2 separate regions of the Sus scrofa genome follow, and region 2 is linked to region 1. Evidence: chromatin contacts called from public Hi-C data. All regions are on one chromosome and are shown on one strand. The core of a region is the stretch at or near the end of the contact, and the rest is flanking DNA. Distances in the headings are between cores, read along the strand shown.

Region 1 (4,500 bases), core at 1,362-3,861:
ATCCAGTGTTGTCATGAGCTGTGGTGTAGGTCGCAGACAAGGCTCAGATCCCACATTGCTGTGGCTGTGGCCTAGGCCGGCAGCTACAGCTCTGATTAGACTCCTAGCCTGGGAACCTCCATATGCCACATGAGTGGCCCTAGAAAAGGCAAAAAACTAACTAACTAAATAAATCTGCGGAAATTGCAGGTTTATGTTCAGATTCCTGAAAAAGGGTCTCCTCTGATAGGTGATGGGTTTTATATTCCTAAAGTTTTATGAACCATAGATAATTCATGGCTTTGTGGTCCAAGTGTTGTGGTTACAGGAAGGTTTTCCCATTTCAATGAATTTCTATCTTCCACAAATGTGGAATATCTATATTTTAATTGTTAGGTCATTTTTTAAAGTTCTGGCTAGTAAAAGACATGGCTAAGCAGTTATATTCCTGTCATTAGAGGATGCTTCTCCCAACCTAGTCAAAGGAGAATCCCCCTTTGTTAAAAACAAAATGTGTTACACAAGTTGATTTTTTTTTTCTTTTTTACAGCTGCACCTGTGGCTTATGGTAGTTCCTGGGCTAGGGGTTGAATTGGAGCTGCAGCTGCTAGCCTACACCACAGCCACACAGCAATGTCAGATCTGAGCCACATCTGAGACCTATACCTCAGCTTGCAGCAACGCTGGATCTTTAACCCACTGATGGAGCCATGGATTGAACCCTCATCCTCATGGACACTATGTCAGGTTATTAACCCACCAAGCTGCAGTGGGAACTCCAGACAAATTGATCTTAGACATATGTTGAAAGTCTTTAATTTACTAGCAAGGGAACAAGCAAAGTGTCAAAAGAATGAGCCCCTTCAGAGAGAGTGTGGGCATGGAGGGAAACGCTGGCAGCTAATTTGGTAAAGATCCTAATCAGCTGTGACCCAGGAAAGCAGAGGCAGAAAGCTCTGAGATGCCAGGGGTGCCTAGGGTTCATTTTAGAAACAGAAAACAGTGATCCAAGAAATCAATGATGTGGAGCTACCTGTGGCTGTTAATTGGAATAAGAAATGTTTTGTTTCCCAACAGTTGTGTCTGATAAATCCGATTAATTGTAAAAGTATGAAGCAGTATCAAAAAGAGGTCAGATAGCAAAGTCAAGCAACAAGTTCTGCTTATTTAAAATTAAGCAGCGCTTGGAGTTCCTCGCTGTGGCGCAGCAGAAACAATCCGACTAGAAACCATTGCGGTTTGATCCCTGGCCTCGCTCAGTGGGTTAAGGATTTGGCGTTGTCCTGAGCTGTGGCATAGGTCACCGACGCGGCTTGGATCCAGCGTTGCTGGGGATGTGGTGCAGGCCGGCAGCTGTGGCTCCGATTGACCCCTAGCCTGGGAACCTCCATATGCCGCGAGTATGGACCTAAAAATCGATGAAAAATGAAGTTAAGCAGACGGTGGAGTTCCCTGATTCGAGCGGGTGAGGATCTGGCCTTGTACTGCTGTGCAGCAGGTTAGATCCAGGCACAGGGAACTTCCAAATGCCTTGGGCGTGGCCAAAAAAAATTAAGTAGCCACTGATCAATCTCTCAAGCTGTCAGGAAAGAAAAAAAAAGCAAAATACATTTTGTGCATTAGTTTGGAGATCTTCTAAAATAACTTTCTGAGAAGGCACTGAGTTTTTTCCTTCAGATCCCAAATTTCTTCCTACCTAGAGTCCTGCCTTATGCTTAACCTATATTCATTTCTGCAGAAAGTATCAGTCCTAGCAAAGGTCACTCCTAATCAGCACGGGCGAATCTGTAATAAGTGGACCGATCTTCTAATTTGAAATGGACTTCACCGCCCTCCCGCAAACACACACTCACAAACCTTGCGTTATTTTTGGTTTCATAGAATTTACATGTTTATTTTATTTTTTTATTTTTTTGTCTTTTTGCTATTTCTTGGGCCGCTCCCGCGGCATATGGAGGTTCCCAGGCTAGGGGTCGAATTGGAGCTGTAGCCACCGGCCTACGTCAGAGCCACAACAACACGGGATCCGAGCCGCGTCTGCAACCTACACCACAGCTCACGGCAACGCCGGATCGTTAACCCACTGAGCAAGGGCAGGGACCGAACCCGCAACCTCATGGTTCCTAGTCGGATTCGTTAACCACTGCGCCACCACGGGAACTCCTACATGTTTAATTTACATGTAAATTTCCCCCTCCCCCGCAGCCTCTGTAAATTCATCACGGGATTCGTTTCGGATTGATTTTTGCTATATCCCCGGGGACTGAAACTGTACCTAACGCATATTAGGATCTTAGCATTTGCTGAATGAAATACCTACAAATCACCAACGTGGTGGGGGAGGCAGAGAGATTAACTAAGGGAGGAAATGAAACTTTTATCCCGTACACTTCCGCGAGATTTGGGCCCGTTCAGCCACCGTAGTGCTTAGGCCGGAAAAGTGGACCACTTCCGGCCTCCGGGGTCCGGGAAGATTGCTTTGGACTGTCAGCAACCGAACCCCGAAGTGCTAAGGCAGCTTCTTTGGGGAGGAGAGGTTCCAGCCCGGGGCTCCAGGCCTCCGACCCGCCCGGTCGCCAGCGTGGCTGCTGGAGATACTTTCAGGGCCAGGAATAAGGAGCATAGGTCGCCATGGCGACGCCGGCTGGGCTGGAGCGCTGGGTGCAGGACGAGCTGCACTCGGTGCTGGGGCTGAGCGAGCGGCACGTGGCCCAGTTCCTGATCGGTACCGCACAGCGCTGCGCCTCTGCGGAAGAGTTTGTGCAGCGCCTGCGAGACACTGATACCCTGGACCTCAGCGGGCCAGCCCGGGACTTCGCCCTGAAACTCTGGAACAAGGTGCCTAGAGGGGCGGGGCCCCGGCGTGGGAGAAATAGGAGAGGGGGTGGAGCAGGGAAGGGGTCCCCAGGTTGTTTGTCCCAGTGAGGCTGGGCTGGACGCGCGTTTGGAGAATTAAGTTAACTCAGTTAACAGGCGTTTATCCTTTGTCCGTTATCGCCTGCGGGTTGAGGACGGCTTAAGTACGTTGGGTTAAGCGGTATAGAGCAGTGTTCTCAAACTTTTAACAGGTGTAGGATTCCTCTAGAGCTTTTGTTAAAATGCTGCTTCTAATTCAGTAGGTCTGGAAAGGATTCTTCGTTTCTTCATTTCGAAATCTAACAAGTTTCCAGGTGATGCTGATGGTCCACAGACCACACCTTGAGTAGTGCGGTTATAGAAGAAATGTGTGGGGAGTTCCTGTCGTGGCTCAGCGGTAACAAACCCGACTAATAGGACACAGGTTCCATCTCTGGCCTCACTCAGTGGGTTAAAGGATCCAGTGTTGCCGTGGGTTGTGTAGGTAGCAGACACCGGCTCAGATCCTCCCTTTCTGTGACTGTGGTTCAGGCCGGCAGCAATAGCTCCCATTAGACCCTAGCCCGGCTGGGAACTTTACATGCCACAGGTGTGCCCCTAAAAAGAAAAAAGAATGAAAGTATTGAGCTTGTTTACAGGATGGCAGATAACCTGATGCATCCGTCCTACAAGGTGCTTAGTGAGAGATGAAATTAGAACATTGTGATGTGAGGGTCAGGGCTTTTTGTTAATCTGTTCACCACTGTATCCTTGGAGTCTGGTACAGTGCCAGGCACGTGACAGGCTTCTGCAAAACAATCCTTGTCAGTTTGTCAGTCCTTGTGTTGGAATGACATTTTTTTTTTTTTTTTTTTTTGTCTTTCATCTTTTCAGGGCTGCACCTGCACCATATGGAGGTTCCCAGGCTAGGGATCCAATTGTAGCTACAGCTGCTGGCCTACGCCACAGCAGCACAGGATCTGAGCCACGTCTGTAACCTACACCACAGCTCTAGGCAACGCCATATCCTTAACCCGCTGAGCGAGGCCAGGGTCGAACCCGCATCCTCATGGTTGCCAGTCAGAGTCATTAACCACTGACCACAACTGGAACTCCCTTGTATGGGAATGACTTAGTCATTGGAAAGAAGGGAGGCAGAACAGTTGAGAACTGTTTGAGAATGTAAACTCCATGAGGATAAGGATTTTTCTCTTAATGTATCCCAGTATCCCTAATGCCTAGCAGTGGGTGCACAGGACAGGCTTTAATGAATGTTTGTTAAATGAATTACTGAAAAGAAGTTTAGAAGCTGAGCGGTCCCATTCAGGCAGGTGGGCCTGGTGCAAGGTCTTGGGGAAGGGAGAGAATGAAGGCCAGTTGAAGATCAAGTTACTCCTGGAGTTCCCGTCATGGCTCAGTGGTTAACGACTCTGACTGGCAACCACAAGGATGCGGGTTCGAACCCTGACCTCGCTCAGTGGGTTAAGGATTCATGAGCTGTGGTATGGATCATAGACGTGGCTCGGATCCCGTGTTGCTGTGGCTGTGGTATAGGCCGGCAGCTGTAGCTCTGATTGGACCCCTAGCCTGGGAACCTCCATATGCCTCAGGTGCGGCCCTCAAAAGACCAAAAAAAACAAAAAACAAATTACTCCTTAAATTAGGAGCAGGGCTGAGTAGGTAGGC
Region 2 (4,981 bases), core at 1,035-3,534, 96 kb before region 1:
AAAACATCAAATCACTATGTTGGTACACCTGAAACTAATATAATTCTTTAATTTTATTGAAGTATAGTTGAGGAGTTCCTGTCGTGGCACAGTGGAAACGAATCCCTGGTCTCGCTTAGTGGCTTAAGAATCCGGCATTGCCGTGAGCTGTGGTGCAGGTCGCAGACAGGGTTCGGATCCTGCCTGCGTAGCTGTGGCTGTGGTGTAGCCCAGCAGCTGTAGCTCCAGTTTGACCCCTAGCCTGGGAACCTCCATATGCCACAGGTGCGGCCTAAAAAGCTAAATAAATATATAAATATTGAAGTATAGTTGATTTTCAGTGTTGTATTCATTTCTGCTATACAGCCAAGTGATTCGGCTGCACATGTACATATACGCACACCCACTCCTGTATAGGCCATCACAGAACATTGAGTCGATTTCCCTGTGCTACAGAGCAGGTCCCTGTGGCTCATCCATTCCATACACAAAAATGTGCTGGAGTTCTCTTGTGGTGCAGCAGGTTAAGGATCCAATGTCATCGCTGCAGCCGCTTGGGTCACTGCTGTGTGGCAGGTTTGATCCCGGGCCCAGGAACTTGCACATGCTATGAACATAGCCGAAAAAAAAAAAAAAAAAAGGTGCTAATGTAATGTAAGTCAATTATACTTCATTTTTACAGTATAATGAATAGAAAATAAATAAACATAAAGTTACAGTTTCAGGGTTTTTTTTAAAGTTAGTACCTTGCCTATATGGCTTTTGTTTGTTTTTCTTTTTTGGTGGCCCCCGAGGCATATAGAAGTTCCCAGGGCAGGAATCAAATCCAAGCCAGAGCTGTGACCTACACCACAACTGCAGCAATGCTGAATCCTTAACCCACTGGGCCGGGCCTGGGATGGAACTGGAGCCTCCACAGAGACAAGCCAGATCATTAACTGTCTGCCTCACAGCAGGAACTTTTTTTTTTTAATGGCCACAACCATGGCATATGGAAGTTCCTGGCCAGGGATTGAATCCAAGTCACAGCTGTGACCTACACAGCAGCTGTGTCAACGCGGGACCCTTTAACTTGCTGCACCAGACTAGGAATTGAACCTTGTACCTCAGCAGCGACACAAGCTGCTGCAGTAGGATTCTTTCTTTCTTTTTTTCTTTTTTTTTTTCCTTTTTCTTTTTAGGACCAAAGGTGCCCTAAAAAGAAGTTCTCAGGCTAGAGGTTGAATCAGAGCTATTGCTGCTGACGTACACCACAGCCACAGCAACCGGGGATCTAAGCCGTATCTGGGACCTATACCACAGCTCATGGCAACGCCAGATACTTTAACCCACTGAGCGAGGCCAGGGATCGAACCCACATCCTTATGAATACTAGTCAGATTCATTACCACTGAGCCATGATGGGAACTCCCTGCAGTCAGATTCTTAACCCACTACTCCACAGCAGGAACTCTTGTCTACATGTTAATAACAATATTTTTTCTCTCTCCTATGTGCCCACACTCCCTCATTTTCCAACACATTGTCTATCCTTCCTCAGTCTACAGCTGAAATTTGTGACCACTGGAGGCAGATCTTGTCATCCTCAACCCTCAGTCTGGGCCTCAAAGTTAAGTCTCTGTAAGAGGCATTGCTGACCTTAGAGGAGAGTTCCGGTTAGTGTAACGTGCTGGTAATCAGTTTAGGGGACTAGGGATTGGGGGAAATCCCTGGTTGTTTCCACAGTATAAATACTCTCTCCTACCACAATTGATTTCCAGTTACCAAAGGTTTAACAACCAGCTTGTAAAATTAGTAAATACTTAACAGTCACTCCCCCCAGCCCGGCTGAGCTGGCTCCAGCATACAGTTGGAGGATTCCCAGAACATCTCTGGGCGCTTGAGACGTCTTGACAAATCAAGCAATAGACCTGGTAGAAGTGAAAGGAGAGAGAGACCCTTGCAGGCCATTTCTGCCGCGGCTTCCCTGGCTTAGAGCCTTGGAAAGAGTATGACTTTAGGGAGTCAGGAGAGCTCTGGGTTCAAATCTTCGTGACTCTGGGTGTGTTCCAGCTTCCAACTCTGCAACTTAGGATTGATAAAACCCACCTATAGTATTACTCTGAGGATACAAGGATACAAGGATGCATAGATAAAGTGTCTAACATATAGCAAGTTGTCAATAAATCTTTCTTTAGCCCCCCATCATTATTTTAATTTTTCCTGTACTAGTTCAAATAATTATTTTTCAAAGGGTCCAACAGGGGGAGCCCAAACTCAACTGTCAGAGTGGGGGCTGGTCATTCAACCCCCCCCTACAGTTCAGGGTTTAATTTTGGAAATTTTGATAGGGCATAGCTATTTCTCTCTTTAGGGCTCTCCCTTGTCCTCATCCCCAAAGAGGTAAGTCCTTCTAAATGTTCTGTACGTGGGGTTTATGCCACCTGGCTTCATTCTCCTCTTAGATGGCAAGCTCTAGAATCTGAACCACAGTCCACGAAGGGGGCACCATGTCAGGACTAGGGGAAGGCCAGTAGGCTTTCAGAAGGCTGTGCTTCATGCAGCACAGAGCACACAAAGTTTCTTGCACACCCAAATGCCTCCCACCCCAAACCCTGTCCCATGAGATACAAACACTCATGGGGATTTATGGTAAAATTGTGTAGCAGGAGCTGCGGTTAGGTATCTAGGAAAACTTTTCAACTATAAAACAGCCGTAGAAGGAAGTCTTTGGTTCTGTGGCTGGCGGAGGGGAGGCAGAGGCAGAAAGGACCTGAGGATCGCCAGGCTTGAGAAGTTTGACTGTTCACAGACAATGGAATTATTGGAATGACACAGGAAGAGGCAGCAAATGAAGCTTGGAGAAATCTGGCTTCTGTGGTAAAGAGCTTTTGACAACTCGAGAAAGTTTCAGAAACTTAGAAGCATGAAAGCTCTTCATTAGAAATGAATGAAAATCCTGGGATTTGAACAATATGTGGCCACTTTCAGCTGACTGACCTACAAAAGTCATTTAACCTCTCTGGGACTGTCACTCATATATGTATTTGCTCAGCCTGCTATTTATTGAGCATCTTATATGTATCAGGCATGGGGCTAAGTGAATCCTGAGGAGACAATGGTGAGCAAAACCAGGCACTGTCCTCCTTTTTCTCATGGAGCTTACCATTTCTTTTTCTTTTTTTTTTTTTTTTTTTTTTTTTTGTCTTTGCTATTTCTTGGGCCGCTCCCACAGCATATGGAGGTTCCCAGGCTAGGGGTTGAATCGGAGCTGTAGCCACCGGCCTATGCCAGAGCCACAGCAACACGGGATCTGAGCCGCGTCTGCAACCTACACCACAGCTCACGGCAACGCCAGATCGTCAACCCACTGAGCAAGGGCAGGGACGGAACCCACAACCTCATGGTTCCTAGTCGGATTCGTTAACCACTGCGCCACGACGGGAACTCCACCATTTCTTCATCTGTGAAAAGGCTTACTAACACTGGGACAACTGATGTCTACATGCAAAAGAATGAAGGTGAGGCCCTATCTCACACCATATAAGAAAATCATGGAAGTCCCCCCTGTGGCACAGCAGGTTAAGGATCTGGTGTTGCCGCAGCTGTGGCAAAGGCGGTAACTGCGGTATGGGTTCTATCCCTGGCTAGGGAACTTCCATATGCCACAGGTGCATTAAAAAAAAAATTAACTCAGAATGGATCAAAGACCTAAAAGTGAGAGCCAAAACTGTTAACCTCTTGGAAGAAAACATGGGCTCAGATCTTTGTGACCGTGGATTAAGTAATGGTTTCTTGGCTATGACGCCAAATGACAAATAACAAGAGAAAAAATAGATATGTGGGACTTCATCAAAATTTAAAACTTTTACGCTTTGAAGGACACCAATTAGAAAGTGAAAAGATGCAGAGTTCCCTTTGTGGCTCAGCAGCTTAAGGACCCGATACTGTCTCTGTGAGGGTGCTAGTTTGATCCTTGGCCTTGCTCAGTGGGTTGGAGATCTGGTGTTGCTCTAAGCTGTGGCATAAGTCAAAGATGTGGCTCAGATCTGGTGTTGCTGGGAGCTGTGGTGTAGGCCTGCAGCTGCAGCTCTGATTTGACCCCCAGCCTGGGAACTTCCACATGGCACAGGTGTGGCCTTAAAAAGAAAAAAAGTCACAAAATGATTAAATATTATACGAGTCCACTTATAAGAGTAATTAAATGCATAGAGACAAAGCAGAATGGTGGTTGCCAGAAGTTGGGGGGAGGGGGGAATGAGAAGATACCGTTTGCTGGGTACAGAATTTCAGTTTCCTCAGCTGAACAAGATGTAAAAGCTCTGGAGTTGGATGGTGGTGATGGCCACAGTGTGAATGTACTTAATGCTGCTGAACTGAATGTCTTTCTTTTTTTTTTTTTTTTTTTTTGATCTTTTTGCCATTTCTTGGGCCGCTCCTGCAGCATATGGAGGTTCCCAAGCTAGGAGTCTAATCAGAGCTGTAGCCGCTGGTCTATGCCAGAGCCACAGCAACACGGGATCCGAGCAGTGTCTGAAAGCTACACCACAGCTCACGGCAACGCCGGATCCTTGACCCACTGAGCGAGGCCAGGGATCAAACCCGCAACCTCATGGTTCCTAGTCAGATTCGTTAACCACTGTGCCACGACGGGAACTCCTGAACTGAATTCTTTAAAACGGTTAAAATGGTAAATTTTACCATATGTAGTTTTTTGTGTGTGGGGGGGAAGGCAGGTTGTGCCCACAGCATTCAGAAGTTCTTGGGCCAGGGATCACACTAACCACAGCAGTAACCACAGCCATAGCAGTGACAACACTGGATCCTTTTTTTTTTTGTCTTTTTTTGCTATTTCTTGGGCCGCTCCCATGGCATATGGAGGTTCCCAGGCTAGGGGTTGAATTGAAGCTGTAGCTGCCAGCCTACGCCAGAGCCACAGCAACGCGGATCCGAGCCTCATCTGCAACCTACACCACAGCTCACGGCAACGCTGGATCCTTAACCCACTGAGCCCCCAGGAGCT

Evidence for each region. A called contact is a pair of places that touch in the nucleus more often than the background predicts.
Region 2: a Hi-C map of alveolar macrophages shows a contact between it and region 1, with 2.6 times the contacts expected there. The contact joins the enhancer-like site here to the promoter of DHX16 in region 1. A contact is called at or near these places in 12 of 47 Hi-C or Micro-C datasets (alveolar macrophages, embryonic fibroblasts, fetal heart ventricle and 8 more) and 2 of 2 datasets of contacts at active chromatin or transcription factors (alveolar macrophages and skeletal muscle).

What each region holds. Positions count from the first base shown.
Region 1 is chr7:23,205,984-23,210,483 of Sscrofa11.1, reverse strand. DHX16 (DEAH-box helicase 16) reads left to right here and starts at 2,611. Exons shown (of 20, transcript NM_001123106.1): 1 at 2,611-2,817. The coding sequence starts at 2,611.
Region 2 is chr7:23,301,659-23,306,639 of Sscrofa11.1, reverse strand. No RefSeq gene overlaps it. Among named protein-coding and RNA genes, the nearest start is that of IER3, 37 kb to the right of the region's middle. Within about 2 kb of position 2,284, at least 5 of the 83 cell types and tissues checked have an H3K27ac peak or open chromatin away from gene starts, as enhancers often do. A contact at or near this core is called in alveolar macrophages, where this site is marked.